Regions from separate parts of the Sus scrofa genome. Here regions 1 and 3 are each linked to region 2. The links are chromatin contacts, called in public HiChIP or PLAC-seq and promoter capture Hi-C maps. All regions are on one chromosome and are shown on one strand. The core of a region is the stretch at or near the end of the contact, and the rest is flanking DNA. Distances in the headings are between cores, read along the strand shown. Region 1 has its middle 230 kb from the start of SLC9A9. Region 2 holds the start of C13H3orf58 (deleted in autism protein 1). Region 3 overlaps SLC9A9 (sodium/hydrogen exchanger 9).

Region 1 (4,589 bases), core at 1,369-3,868, 230 kb before region 2:
GCTCCCGTGGCACTTGGAGGTTCCCAGGCTAGGGGTCGAATTGGAGCCATAGCCGCCGGCCTACACCAGAGCCACAGCAACGTGGGATCTAAGCTGTGCCTGCAACCTACCTACACCACAGCTCACAGCAACACCGGATCCTTAACCCACTGAGCAAGGCCAGAGATTGAACCCACAACCTCATGGTTCCTAGTCGGATTCGTTAACCACTGCCATGACAGGAACTCCTTGACAACCCTATGTTTTAAACATTTATCCTATTATCTGACACATTACAAATGCTCAAGAAATAATATTTTATGATGCAAAATTGATAAAGACTGATATATCCAGAAAAGATAAAAACATGAATTTGAAAAAATATATGCACCCCAATGTTCAAAGCAGCACTATTTACAATAGCCAAGATCTGGAAGCAACCTAAATGTCCATCAACAGATGAATAGATAAAGAGGATGTGATGCATATATACAATGGAATATTACTCAGCCATAAAAAGAATGAAATAATGTGATTTGCAGCAAGATGGATGGACCAAGAAATTATCATACTGAATGAAGTAAGTCAGACAAAGACAAATATAATACCACTTATATGTGGAAGCTAAAAAAAAAAGATACAAATTAACTTATTTACAAAACAGAAACAGACCCACAGACATAGAAAACAAACTTATGGTTACCTAAGGGGACAGGAGGAATGGAGGGATAAATTAGGAATTTGGGATTAACATATACACTCTACTATATATAAAATAAACAGGAGTTCCCATGGCTCAGCGGTTAATGAACCTGACTAGCATCCATGAGGATGCAGGTTCAATCCCTGGCCTCACTCAGTGGGTTAAGGATCTGGTGTCACCATGAGCTGTGGCGTAGGGTGGCGGTTACAGTTCTGACTGGAGCCCTAGTCTGGGAACCTCCATATGCTGCATGTGCAGCCCTAAAAAGGAAAAAAAAATTAATTAAAAAAAAAAAACCTCTGCTTGCATCACATTTATAAAATAAATAAATAAACAACAAGGACCTATTGTATAGCACAGGGAACTATATTCAATCAGTATCTTGTAATAACCTATAATACAATAGAATATGAAAAAATATATGTATACACACATGCATACATATGTGTAACTGTATCGCTTTGCCATATACCTGAAACTAGTACAATATTGTAAATCAATTATACTTCAATTTTTTAAAATTGATAACAGATTTTCAATTTATAATGCATCATGTTTTACTTTATGATTAACCGCAAAGGTCCTTGCTAAATGACTATGCATGTGAGTTCTTATTAGAATATTACTTGATATCACACTTATTATTAAATACCATGCTGTAACTCCCAAAATTCCCAGGGAACATTGGTAGAATGAGAAAGTCGGGGAGAATTGGAGGTTACCAACTAGGTCCACAATTTAGCACTAGCAGCAGAGCACACAAAAACACAAGTCCCTTCACATATTCCTCACATCTCCACAGCCAGGGGAGGTGATATACCAAATTAATTCTGAAGGCGAAAAATGAGTGTCACTGGGTGAATAAAATTGGGAAAAAAAGTATTAGCATGAAGGAACATCTGCTACCATCACAATGAAGTACTGGCACATAGACCATCTTAAAGTGACAATACCCACAACAATGAAATTAATGTGTGGACAGTAGACCCGGTAACTGCCTTTATGTACCTGTGCCCTCTTTAGCTGCTTGCTAACACCCTTAGCCCAGTCCTGTGAATCATTGGAATTGCTGCAAAAAATGCCAAAATAACCTCTGAGAAGCAGATGGTTACGAAGGCTTCTGTCCAGATGCCAAAACCCCATATGTTGCCAATCTGTGTTTCCAGCATGCACCATTATACTTAAAATTATATTTTTCCTTTTCCTGCCATGTTCACTCTACCATAATTAAGAAGGTTCTAATACTTTTCCAGAAAACAAGAAACATCACAGCCTGTTTGCCTTCCTTTTATAAATAGAAACGTGAAAAGCAAGTGTCAGACACCCCCAAACCTTCAACCTAAGCTGCAACTCGACTATTTGGGACTCACAGCAGTGGTCTTCGTGGAGTCTTTTTATAATTTTTTATTTCAACAGAGTCATTGTCTCCCCTGGACTCACCAAGCAACTCAGTATTGAAAAGTTTGCTCCTTAATTCTTTTCCAAGCCTAGCAAACCAATAAACAAAAAACCCAGTAGTTTCAGGAAAGAAACTAGTCATAGAATTTTTACTACCCAGAACCAGGAGGGTGAAATTAAGAGGCAAATTCTCTACTTTAGAGAAATACTTGGATTTCTCAAGCCAGCATTGTTGGCTAATACCCCACGTGCCATGATAGCAAAATGTTTGGCACCATCTCAGAGGTTGAGCTTTATGTACCAAAACAAAGCACTTTGATCAGCACCCAAGGTTACATGTTACAGGGACAACTAAAATATTTCCCAAACCCAGCTGACCCTCTGAGGAGCCCAGAGATACCATTGTTCAGAGGTCAGTCTTTCCAACCATCAGTTTTTCTATTGACTTGTTTACTTGCTCATGGACCAGAATGTCCACCCCCTCCAGGGTCTGGCACCATTAGATGTGGAAAATGTCCAAAATTTCACAACAAGTTGTCTATTTCTGCAACAGTCAATTTGGCATATTTACATGGTGTTCCAATGCAGGGCTTTGAAGCTACCAATCATTATAAACAGCATTCTCTCACATTTCCCTTATGCTATTTTCCTAGGAATCTATGCACCATACCTGGAAAGGAAATACCATTAAACGTCAACCTTTCAACAAATAAAAAGGAACTTAAATTACTTTCAGAAAATATTTTGGAGTTGTAGAACAACGTGTTCATTTTATTAGTAAATCTGAAACTTTTTTTTTGTCTGTTTGGTATGGGGTGGCATGATGTTTTTGAAAAACTCAGATTACACTGAGATATGTGAACCTGAATCAGCAATTTAAAAGTAAGTATGACATTTTAACTACATTTTAATGGTTAAACCATGGAAGTGATGCTGATTTATATCAAAATAACTTTTGAAGGTGTTTTTCTTGCCTGCAGCTATTTGGATACCTGACAAGAGGGAAATAGGAAAAGAGTGAGCAAAAAGAGAACGATGTTTTTCCGTTTCTGTTGTTTTGTTTTTGTTGTTTTAGGGCCACACCCAAGGCATATGGAAGTTCCCAGGCTAGAGGCTGAATTGGAGCTGTAGCTGCCAGCCTGCACCAAAGCCACAGCAGTGTGGGATCCAAGCAGCATCTGCAACCTACACCACAGCTCATGGCATTGCCAGATCCTTAACCCACTGAGCGAGGCCAGGGATCGAACCGGCATCCTCATGGATAATAGTCGAGTTCGTTACCGCCGAGTCATGAAAGGAACTCTTTTTTTTTTTTAACCAAGAAAAAAAAAAGTGAGTTGTGGGTTTGGAGTTTGTTTGTTTATTCAAATTAGTGTTGATAACTGTGTTGGAAAGATCTAAGTGTAATAGCCAATATTTGGACATGTCAGCATGCAGGGTTCTAGGTTTGCATTTGTTTCACAAAAAAGTTAAGATTAAGGATGAAAAATTAATGACAAAAACTGTAACATATAATTTCTATCTGCATGTATGCCTGCCCTCCCACTGTCACATGATTTATGTTTAAGTTCTGCTAGGACTCTTTAAAAAAAAAAGAAAGAAACTGAAAAATTCTGGAAGATTAGATGTAAACAACAAAATCTCAGAACTTTTTTTTTTTTTTTTGTCAGCCTTTCTTCTCCCCAAAGAGAGAGAGGAAAATTGCAGACATATAATTACTTTGAGAAGCTAACAATCATGAGTTAAAGGCAAAGTCTTCTTAAAACATGGAACTTAAGGGAGTTCTACTGTGGCTCAGAAGTAACGAACCAGACTGGTATCCATGAGGATTCAGGTTCGAACCTCAGCCTCACTCAGTGGGTTAAGGATCCAGCATTTCTGTGAGCTGTGGTGCAGGTCACAGATGAAGCTCAGATCTGGTGTTGCTGTGGCTGTGGTATAGGCTGGCAGCTGCAGCTCCGATTTGATCCCTAGCCTGGGAACTTCCATATGCTGCAGGAGTGGCCCTAAAAAGACCAAAAAATTTTTTAAAAAGTATAAAGAAAACACTGAACTTAAATATATTGGCCTCTATGCAGATAATGAAGAGCTAAAATAAGTCCAAGTATGGATGAACAAAAATTGAGATGGATAAATATTAAGTTCTTGTTAGAGAGTTGTGTTTTATTTATAGTAATTTTTTCATTGATTTTTGCTAATGACTTCCTAATAATTTTTCTTTCTTAAACTTAAATCTCCAACCACACTAAAATTTTTATGTCATAAAAACACTTGCCCCATGGCTATGAGCCTATGAACGGGCTATTTCTTCTGGGGAGAATGTGTGTTCCTTATAATCCCTAACACATAGAAAACTAGCCCACGGGGAAGTTTCTTGTTCAGATAGAATGAAAGAGAATCCCGGAGTTCCCATTGTGGCTCAGTGGAAACGAATCTGACTAGTATCTATGAGGACACAGGTTCGATCCCTGGCCTTACAGAGTGGGTTAAGGATTCAGTGTTGTTGCTG
Region 2 (4,262 bases), core at 1,349-3,848:
ACTAAATTCTTAGGTCCCAGAGAATTTGACACACTCTATATAACAAACCAAACTGCTAGAGCTTTCTCCAGGGACCAACCTTGCTAACACAAACATCTTTCTCAAAGAGAAAAGGCAACTTAAATAAAAAAAGAAAAAGAAAAAGAAAGTGTCAAATCAAATGTATATATCATAAATATGGACCTAAGCTTTAGAGGCTGACTAGTTTTGAAAGGAAGAAATAAAGTAATTACTCTGAGGGAAGTTAAACCAGTTTTGCATACACCGTTAAAGAGAGCAGCATTTTATACACAATCTGTACATCCTAAGACGCTTTAAAATTTATCAGGACCCACATTACAGTTTTCTTCAAAGCAAAATATTTGCGTTAAAATTATGTGACTGAACTAATCACACTATGCTCATTTCTCTTAGCTAAGTTGGGCAGCAGAGAACTTGAGAAAAGCAAACAGTATCATTGAATTCTGCACATTCCTATTCACACACTTCAGATTTTAAAAAATACAAATCTCCCAGTGACATTCTTAGCAGCGCAAAGAGGCTGTGAAGTACACCAAATTACTTGTGATTAATTTTAAGTCATTCTTTCCCCTTTGTATTGGCAATACAGCACAACTGGTATGGAAAAGAAGGAAGGTTATTTTCCCTGGGAATATCATAAGAGATCACAGCACCAAAGTTGCAACCACTATCCAAGGACACTGCATTAAAGACGAGTGGGAATGTGTATAAACTCCGTAACTTTTCCCAAGGTAAGCAGGGTTTTTTTGGGGGGCGGGGTGTTTTCCTCTTAGCTGTCACCACCAGTAAAAAGATTCCAACCTACTCCCCGAAAAAGCTCCTTTGTCTTCAAAATAAAGTCACGAGAGAGCCACTAAGTCAAACAGGAGAAAGGTGACTCTAGTCTCTCCATTTCCAGCCCTGGCCTAACATTTCGTCTCCTCCTGCAGTCAAATTACCAGATGAACAGAGCAGGTCACAGGATCAGGATGAAAATGCCCGATTTGGCCTTAAACCCTCGCAGCCCCAAGTCCAACGACGCCTTACTTTTTTTTCTCTTTCTAATCTAACACCTAAAGCAGGCCTCAGGGATTAGCCCCATCCGGACCACAGTTTCCATACTCTAACCTCATCCTCCCGAGTTTGTCCCCAAATCTGCCACCCCAAATGATTCGCCAGGTGAATGAGCTAAGGGATAAAACAAAGAGACTTTGGGGCCGAAGTTAAGCCAGTCACGAGGGGTACTAAAGGGGAAAGCAAAGCGGTATAGAAACACTTAAGAACTAAGGTCTTCCTAAACAGACTGCGCCGAGGAAGTGCAAGCCCGGCGAGCAAAGCAGAAAGGCAAGGAGGAGAGCCGAAGGAAACTCGCCGGAGAGACATTTTGGGAGCGTACCAGACCAAACGCGCTCCCTCTGGCGTTGAAAGATCCGCAATCAGAACCGAGATGCGCCCGCGTCTAGGTGACAAGAGCAAGCCTCGCCACCAGCTGGGTCGCCCTCCACGATCCCGCACCGCGCCCGGGGGTCCCCAGCGCCGTTCCTTTCCCAAGCCCGCCGCCTGGCCCCCCGGGGGCCAGGTCCTGACAGGAGGACCGGTGCGGGCGGGGCCGCTGCTCCCGACTCCCGTAACCTGGGTGGCCCTCCGGGCAGGATGCCCCCCTCCGGGGTTTCGTGCCTACCTGTAGCACCAGCGGCTCGGGGTTGAAGGCCAGGGTCAACAGCAGCTGCATACGCTCCGAGTCCTTGAGGTTGCGAAGCAGGAAACTGCCCGAGTCCTTGGTCTCGGCGTATCGGCGCACCAGGCGGTCGAGCAGACGCTGCGAGGGGCAGTGCACCAGGTCGGACCAGCCCTCCACCGCCTCGGGCGTGAGCAGCCGCACGTCGCCGTTGAGGCGCGCGAACTCGGTGCGGGGCATGGCCTGGAGCAGGTCGCAGCGGGGCCGGCCGGTGGCCCGCTTGCAGATGCTCTGGTCGAGCTGCGCCAGCTCGCGCTGCGAGCCAAGGCGCTTGAGCACCACTCGGCGGCGGCCGCCCTCGCGGGGCTCGCCGTACTGCGCGAAGTAGACGTTCTTCACGTTAAGGAAGTCCAGCAGGCGCAGGCGGCCCCACGCCTCGAACACCACCTGCCCGTTGAGGAAGCGGCGGCACCAGCTCGTACCGAAGCACGCCGGGCACTTATTGAGCTGGAGGAAGCGCCGGTCGGCCAGTTCGTTCCGCTGCCAGGAGGCGAGCAGCGACGGCGAGTGCAGCACCATCAGCACCAACAGGCTGCCCAGCGCCGCCAGCTTCAGCGAGCGGGACAGGCGGCCCAGCTTCGGGGGCACCAGGCGCCACATCCCGCCCGCCGCCCGTCCCCCGCACCCGGAGGGCGAGGGCACCCCCGGGGCGCCCCCGCCGCGCCGAAACCCGGGGAGCGACCGGCAGGGGGCCCCCGGGCGAGTGAAGGAGCGAGGGCGCGGGCTGGGGCGGGAAGCGGAGTAGGTGTGTAAGAGAGACGGGGAGCTGGAAGGAACCGACCGGAGCAGGCTGCGACTTCTCCCAGTCACTAGTCTCCACAACTCTCGAGCTCCCTCCTCCGAGCTCCCCGCCCTCCGACTCCGGCAGCGCCTCCTCCTAGCCAGTCAAGTTATACAGCAGCGGGAGGCGGAGGGAGCGCGGGGACCCAACGCCCGCGCGCCCGCGTCCGCCCGTGTGCGCGCACGCGTATAGCTAGCTTGGGGCGCGAGAGCTGCGGCGGCGGCGTCCGCCTCCTGAGCGAGCGGGGTGTCTGAGAAGAGGGAAGCAGGGACTCACGGAAGGGGAAGAGAAGCTGGAATGTCAAACATCGAAAAGTAGCAACTGTGTAGGAAGGTGGGAAGGATGAGGTGCTCGCGCGTCCCTGACGCCACACGCCCCAGTTCTTGCGCGCCGACTCCCCGGAGGGAGGGCGAGGGGGCTGGGGGCGGGGCTGGAGGGGCGGAGCGAGCGTGTGGCGTACCGCCCGGAAAGCGTAATCGCGGGCTCTTGGGGGTGGCTTTGGGGGCCCACTCCGAGGGGCGGGGCTCGAGCTTCTAGAGGCAGGGTAAACTCGCGAGCTCCTGTGGAGAAATGACTTTTAGTAATAGTTGCTTTTTTATGATCGTTGACTTTGTTGGGGGCTGTCTTTTGTCATTGTGGAAAGCGTCTTCTAAGTCGGAAAAAAAAAAACTGCGGAACCCTAGTGCAATCCTTCGCCTCCGCAGGGCACCCGCAAGGCGCCCGCAGGGTGTAGGCGGAGTGGGCGGGGCGTCGTGTTCACTGCGCCTTATAGGGGTGGGGCGCGCGCCTGGGGGCGGGATGAGGCGAGGCCAGGGAGGGATTTCTTGTCTTTGGGCCCGCGCGCCTCCGCTTGGGGGCGGGCCTGCAGAGAGGAGGTGGAAGGGCGCGAGGTGTGGCTGGATTGTTTGAGGGGAGATGCTTCACCTTTGGCGTCAGCTACTTCTGTGGAGGCATTTTAAAGTATCCTGAGTGGGCACGGAGAAAACGAAGTCCGCCACACACCATGATAAAAAGGGGAAAGTAGGCTGAAGAGGGAACTGACGCGGCCTGGTGTCACTTTGAGTTGTGCCAAACACTGCCTAGATGAGGAAACGAGCGGTTGGCTAGTCTTTCCCAGCCCGGCGCCGAAGCCTTTTTTTTTTTTTTTCTTCTTCCCCAAGGATGTTGGCGTCCTCGCGCCTGCCTACCGTGAGGGTCTCCGGCGTGCGGCTATGCGCCCCGCCCTTCCCCCCACGCTCGGGCCTGCCCCGCGGGCCACGCCGCGTCGCTGTGGCGGTACCCTTGGGGACCCGGGGCAGCCTGTGCTCCACACCGGCACCTTGGCTCAAGTTCGCGCCACGACTACAAAAATAGCTCGGAAATGCGGAACTACAGCGCCTCGTTTTGGTAGAAGTTTTAGGGGACCCAGACTCCACAGTAGCTGGGACATGTAATTTTAATGCTGTTTAGTTTTTGCGCTGGAATAATTAAAATGAGTAGTTTTTCTGTTGGATAAGTGATTCCTGATACAGTATTAAATATCTGAGTTTTAACTGAGTTAATGATAGCGATTGAATGATGACTTTTAGAAGACCAATGAACTGGCCTGCATGAATGAACTCAAGAGTAGCTAAATGAGAAACATCTATATATTGGATTATTAAATTGACTTCTATTGTTCTCAACACCTGTTTGTAAAAGGCAGAGCCATTCTCTTGAGAAGTACTGTTGAAGTCAGTATTTTGACCTTCGTGATATAAGAAT
Region 3 (4,139 bases), core at 1,421-3,920, 180 kb after region 2:
CGAGGCCAGGGATCAAACCTGCATCCTACGGATCCTAGCTGGATTTGTTAACCACTGAGCCTCAAAGGGAACTCCTAGAGCAGAGTTCTTAATCCAGGAAACAGACCCTTAGAAGCTGCATAGAAAGACTTCAGGGAAGCAACCAACTCCCTTAAATTATCCACAAATTTTTTATGGGAGAAAGTCTTCATAGATTTCATTGTTTCCTCAGCTTTGCATGGGAATTACTGTTGATGGAGAACGAGTATGTTTTTCAAGAACCTAAACAGAGAGTTGGGAAAGGAAGGATTTTACATATCTCCATATTTAATTAGAACTAAAGAAATCTCTAGACTGTATTCAGGGTGGCCATAATAAAGTCTGGAAATACGCATGCCATTATTTTATCATATACTATAATGTAATAAAAATAAACCAGCTATTACATATTTGTCTGTGTTCCCAGATTTGCTGGCCTCTCTGTATCCATACCTAGAAGTGGAACTGCCATGTGGTAGGGTCTAAAAATAAATACTCATTTTTACAAAATAATGTAAAATCATTTCCAAAGTAGTTATACCAATTTTTCTTCTTAATTTTTTGGCAACATAATCAGTATGAAATGAAATTATACTGTGGTCTGTTTTGTATTTCTTTGACTGTTAATGAAGTTGATTATATTTTCATATAACACCTGACCAAAGTTTCTGTTTCATTTTTCTAATCAGTTGTTTTATCATATTTTAATTTATTTGCTTGATTTCTTTATGTTTTACATGGTAATCTGAATTTAGTTACATATGCCACAAATATTTTCTCCCACTTTGTGTCTTGTGCTTTTACTTTTTCATGATGTCTCTTAATGAACAGAATTTCTTAAATTAATGTAGTCAGTTTATAAATTTTTTTCTTTTATGGTTAGCATTTTTAAAATTTTATTTAATAATTTCTTCCATAGCCCAGAATCAGAAAGACATTTTCTTCTAAAGTGTTTTAAAGTCTGCCTTTTGCAGTAAGCCCATTTTCTGGAATTGATTTTTGTGTATAATATGAAGTAGACATCTAATTGAATTTTTCCTCCTCAAAGGGACAATTAATTATTCTAACGTCATTTGTTTTTTAACCCCACTTTCCCCCAGAATCTACTGTGTCCCCTGTTCGATGTGTTGTGGTTTCTTTTTCTCAAGTACTCATTCTATCCGATTGGTCTGTAGTCTATCCTTGCACCAAAAACATACCCTCCTAATTATGATGGCTTTATAATAAGTCTTTATACCTTAAAAGGATACCCATCTTCATGAGCATTTTTTCTATTATTAGTGTTTTACTCTTGAATAGAAATTTATTCCAATGTATATATTTATGAGTATATAGCTTTAACATTTATAAATACATTCTTATATACTTTGAACATATTTGTATACCTTATAACCATATGCACATGTATACCAGGTATAAAAAATATTAGTAGCAACATTGTTCAAAATAGCAAAAACATTTCATTAAAAGGAAAATAAATTTATATTATATAATATTGCACAGCAGTGGAGAGCAATGAAATAAAATTGCTTATGACAATGTAGGTGAATCTTGGAAACATAAGATCAACAAATCATAAATGAACATCTCCTCAGAAAAGAAAATCATGGACTTGGAGAAAAGACTTGTGGCTGCCTGATGGGAGAGGGAGGGAGGGAGAGGGAGGGAGTGGAAGGGATCGGGAGCTTGGGCTTATCATCACAACTTAGAATAGATTTACAAGGAGATCCTGCTGAGTAGCATTGAGAACTTTGTCTAGATACTCATGTTGCAACAGAACAAAGGGTGGGGAAAAAATGTAATTGTAATGTATACATGTAAGGATAACTTGATCCCCTTGCTGTATAGTGGGGGGAAAAATATATATATATATTTATAAAGATCAACAAATCAAGCCCCATAAAATTACATGTAATATAACCTCATTTTTAAAATGATTTTTTTCCATTATAGCTGGTTTACAGTGGTCTGTCATAACCTCATTTTTATAATGTTTGTAAACTATGAAAATTAAACAATATTGTATAAGCATGCATGCATACAGGTGAGAATGCATATGTGCATATGTGTGTGTAGTAAATAAGGGAATTAAAAAAAAATTCAGCAATGTGGTAATTTCTGGAAAAGAGGGAAAAGAATGTGATGGAAAGAAACACACAGAAAGGGATAAGTTATTGGTAATATTCTGGCTCATGGCTTGGAGTGGGTTTCCAGGTATTCAATATACTGTTATAATTTGTAACTTGCGTATGTCTTCTCTACATTCTCTTTCATGTATCAATTATATTAGAAGGAAAGCAAAAGAAAAAATAAGTGGAAGGAGCTATTTAATAGTTTTATAAGTTTAAGCAGCTCGATTATACTGCTTACTTCAATTTCTGGGAAACCTGACTCTTCTATTGTTTCACTTTGTGTATGTGTTAGTAAGAATAACTCCGACTGGCAGGCAGTAGCAGAGATACAAAGGCACCAAGAGTGTATTTGCCAGTATCCCCTGGTTAATTCTTATCAACCACAAAGCCCTATATTTTTCCTTTCTCCTATCTTCACCTTCTCCCTTCTTTCTCCCTTCTCTGTTCCCCTCCTTCCCAACCATGTTTTTCTCTCTGTTCTCTGAGACTCCGGTCTGCTGTTCTCTGAGATTCCATTTTCAGTAGACTGCAACACAGCAGAGCTGGGGAGGCGGCAGCGGGGGGCGGGGGGGACGGGCCTGTGTTGAGTCAGACTAAAAGGCCCCACTCTCCTCTCACTCATTTACTCTCTGGATTCAGAGCTGGCATAGTAATAGTTGTCACTGGCATCAAAGAGAAAAATAAATACACCACTGCCCTGACACAGCCAAATAAGAAAATAAAATAATCTCTAATCTGTCAAGTACAGCCTGAGCTGCTTAGCGGTGTGGTTTCTCATATCCATATCACAGCAGGCATGGGCTCGTTTCCTGCAGCAGAGAGGAGAGTAAAGTTTATGAAGAAAAGAAACAAAAGATAGAATGGAGGGGACTGTGAAAACATCAGAGAGGTAGTTTGGAGATAAAGGAAGTAAAGTCGTCACAGCCACATATGTTAGACACCAATTTAGTCCCTCTGTCACAACCTTGTCGAGAATCAGAATGACAGGACAAATTCTGAAAGACTCAAAAAGGAAAGCAGATAAAATCTAACTCCAAATTAGGAAGGGAAATGTTGAAAGTCATGTAGAAGGAACAAAATGATATGAGAGATGGTTGACATGAAAAAAGAGAAATGTGTAATAATAAAAAGTATAAAAATAATTGAAACATACTCTATTCTGAAAAAACATTCACCTGATCCATATCATCATGAAACAACTTATCCTAAAGGTTCTAACTATGGGTTTCCTTTTAAATTAAATATTCAAGTCTTGGAATTACCTAGTTTACCTTCATTTTTCAGCACCCTGGGGCACAAAGTCAAACATTTTTCTTAATTTGACCAAAATATGATGGAGGAGCTACAGTAAATGTAGCTCAGCTTCTACACACACATGCACATGTGCATGCACGCTCGCGTGTGCGCGTGCATACACACACACACACACACACACACACACCCCATAGCCTGTGCAGATAAAAGGTTAAAAAGATAATAAGGAAAATATATCAGTTATCAATTGCTATATAAGAAACCACTCCCTAAACTTAATGATGTAAGACAACAGCTGTTTTATTACTTCACAATTCTGTGGCTCAAGAATTTAGATCACACTCAGCTAGGCAGTTCTGTGGTTCTCATCCGAGGTCTCTCATGTCGCCACAGTCATTGGGGCTTGACAGGAGTTGGATGGTCCAATGTAGGAGCACTCAGATGTTTGGTAGCTAATTGTGACTGTTAGCTGGTTGGTCTAGGGAACTCAGCTCTGTTCTGTGCAAACTCTCAGCTCCAGGAGGCTAGTCCTGGCCTTTTCTCTTGGTGGTCTCAAGGCAACATTCCAAGATGATGGGAACAGTAGTGCAAGACTCTGAAGGCTCAGTCCCAGAAGTCCTGCAATATCACTTTCAGTGCATTGCATTGGTCAAAGTGTCATGAAAGCAGCCAAGATTTAAGGCATGAGGAAATAGGCTCCAGTTCTAGATGCAGGGTGTGATAAAGTCACATTAC

The links. Promoter capture Hi-C pulls out the DNA fragments that hold promoters and counts their contacts. HiChIP or PLAC-seq counts read pairs in DNA pulled down with a chosen protein or histone mark.
Region 1: a promoter capture Hi-C map of liver shows a contact between it and region 2, with 6 times the contacts expected there. The contact joins the enhancer-like site here to the promoter of C13H3orf58 in region 2. A contact is called at or near these places in 1 of 5 promoter capture datasets (liver), 6 of 47 Hi-C or Micro-C datasets (embryonic fibroblasts, fetal liver, liver and 1 more) and 1 of 2 datasets of contacts at active chromatin or transcription factors (skeletal muscle).
Region 3: an H3K27ac HiChIP or PLAC-seq map of alveolar macrophages shows a contact between it and region 2. The contact joins the enhancer-like site here to the promoter of C13H3orf58 in region 2. A contact is called at or near these places in 8 of 47 Hi-C or Micro-C datasets (alveolar macrophages, brain, embryonic fibroblasts and 4 more) and 2 of 2 datasets of contacts at active chromatin or transcription factors (alveolar macrophages and skeletal muscle).

What each region holds. Positions count from the first base shown.
Region 1 is chr13:84,867,075-84,871,663 of Sscrofa11.1, reverse strand. No RefSeq gene overlaps it. Among named protein-coding and RNA genes, the nearest start is that of SLC9A9, 230 kb to the right of the region's middle. Within about 2 kb of position 2,618, at least 7 of the 83 cell types and tissues checked have an H3K27ac peak or open chromatin away from gene starts, as enhancers often do. A contact at or near this core is called in fetal liver and liver, where this site is marked.
Region 2 is chr13:84,633,052-84,637,313 of Sscrofa11.1, reverse strand. C13H3orf58 (deleted in autism protein 1) reads right to left here and starts at 2,598. Exons shown (of 3, transcript XM_013982111.2): 1 at 1,682-2,598. The coding sequence starts at 2,338. SLC9A9 (sodium/hydrogen exchanger 9) reads left to right here and starts at 436. Exons shown (of 19, transcript XM_021071131.1): 1 at 436-752.
Region 3 is chr13:84,448,887-84,453,025 of Sscrofa11.1, reverse strand. All of the region lies in intron 7 of SLC9A9 (sodium/hydrogen exchanger 9), which reads left to right. Among named protein-coding and RNA genes, the nearest start is that of C13H3orf58, 180 kb to the left of the region's middle. Within about 2 kb of position 2,670, at least 9 of the 83 cell types and tissues checked have an H3K27ac peak or open chromatin away from gene starts, as enhancers often do. A contact at or near this core is called in alveolar macrophages, where this site is marked.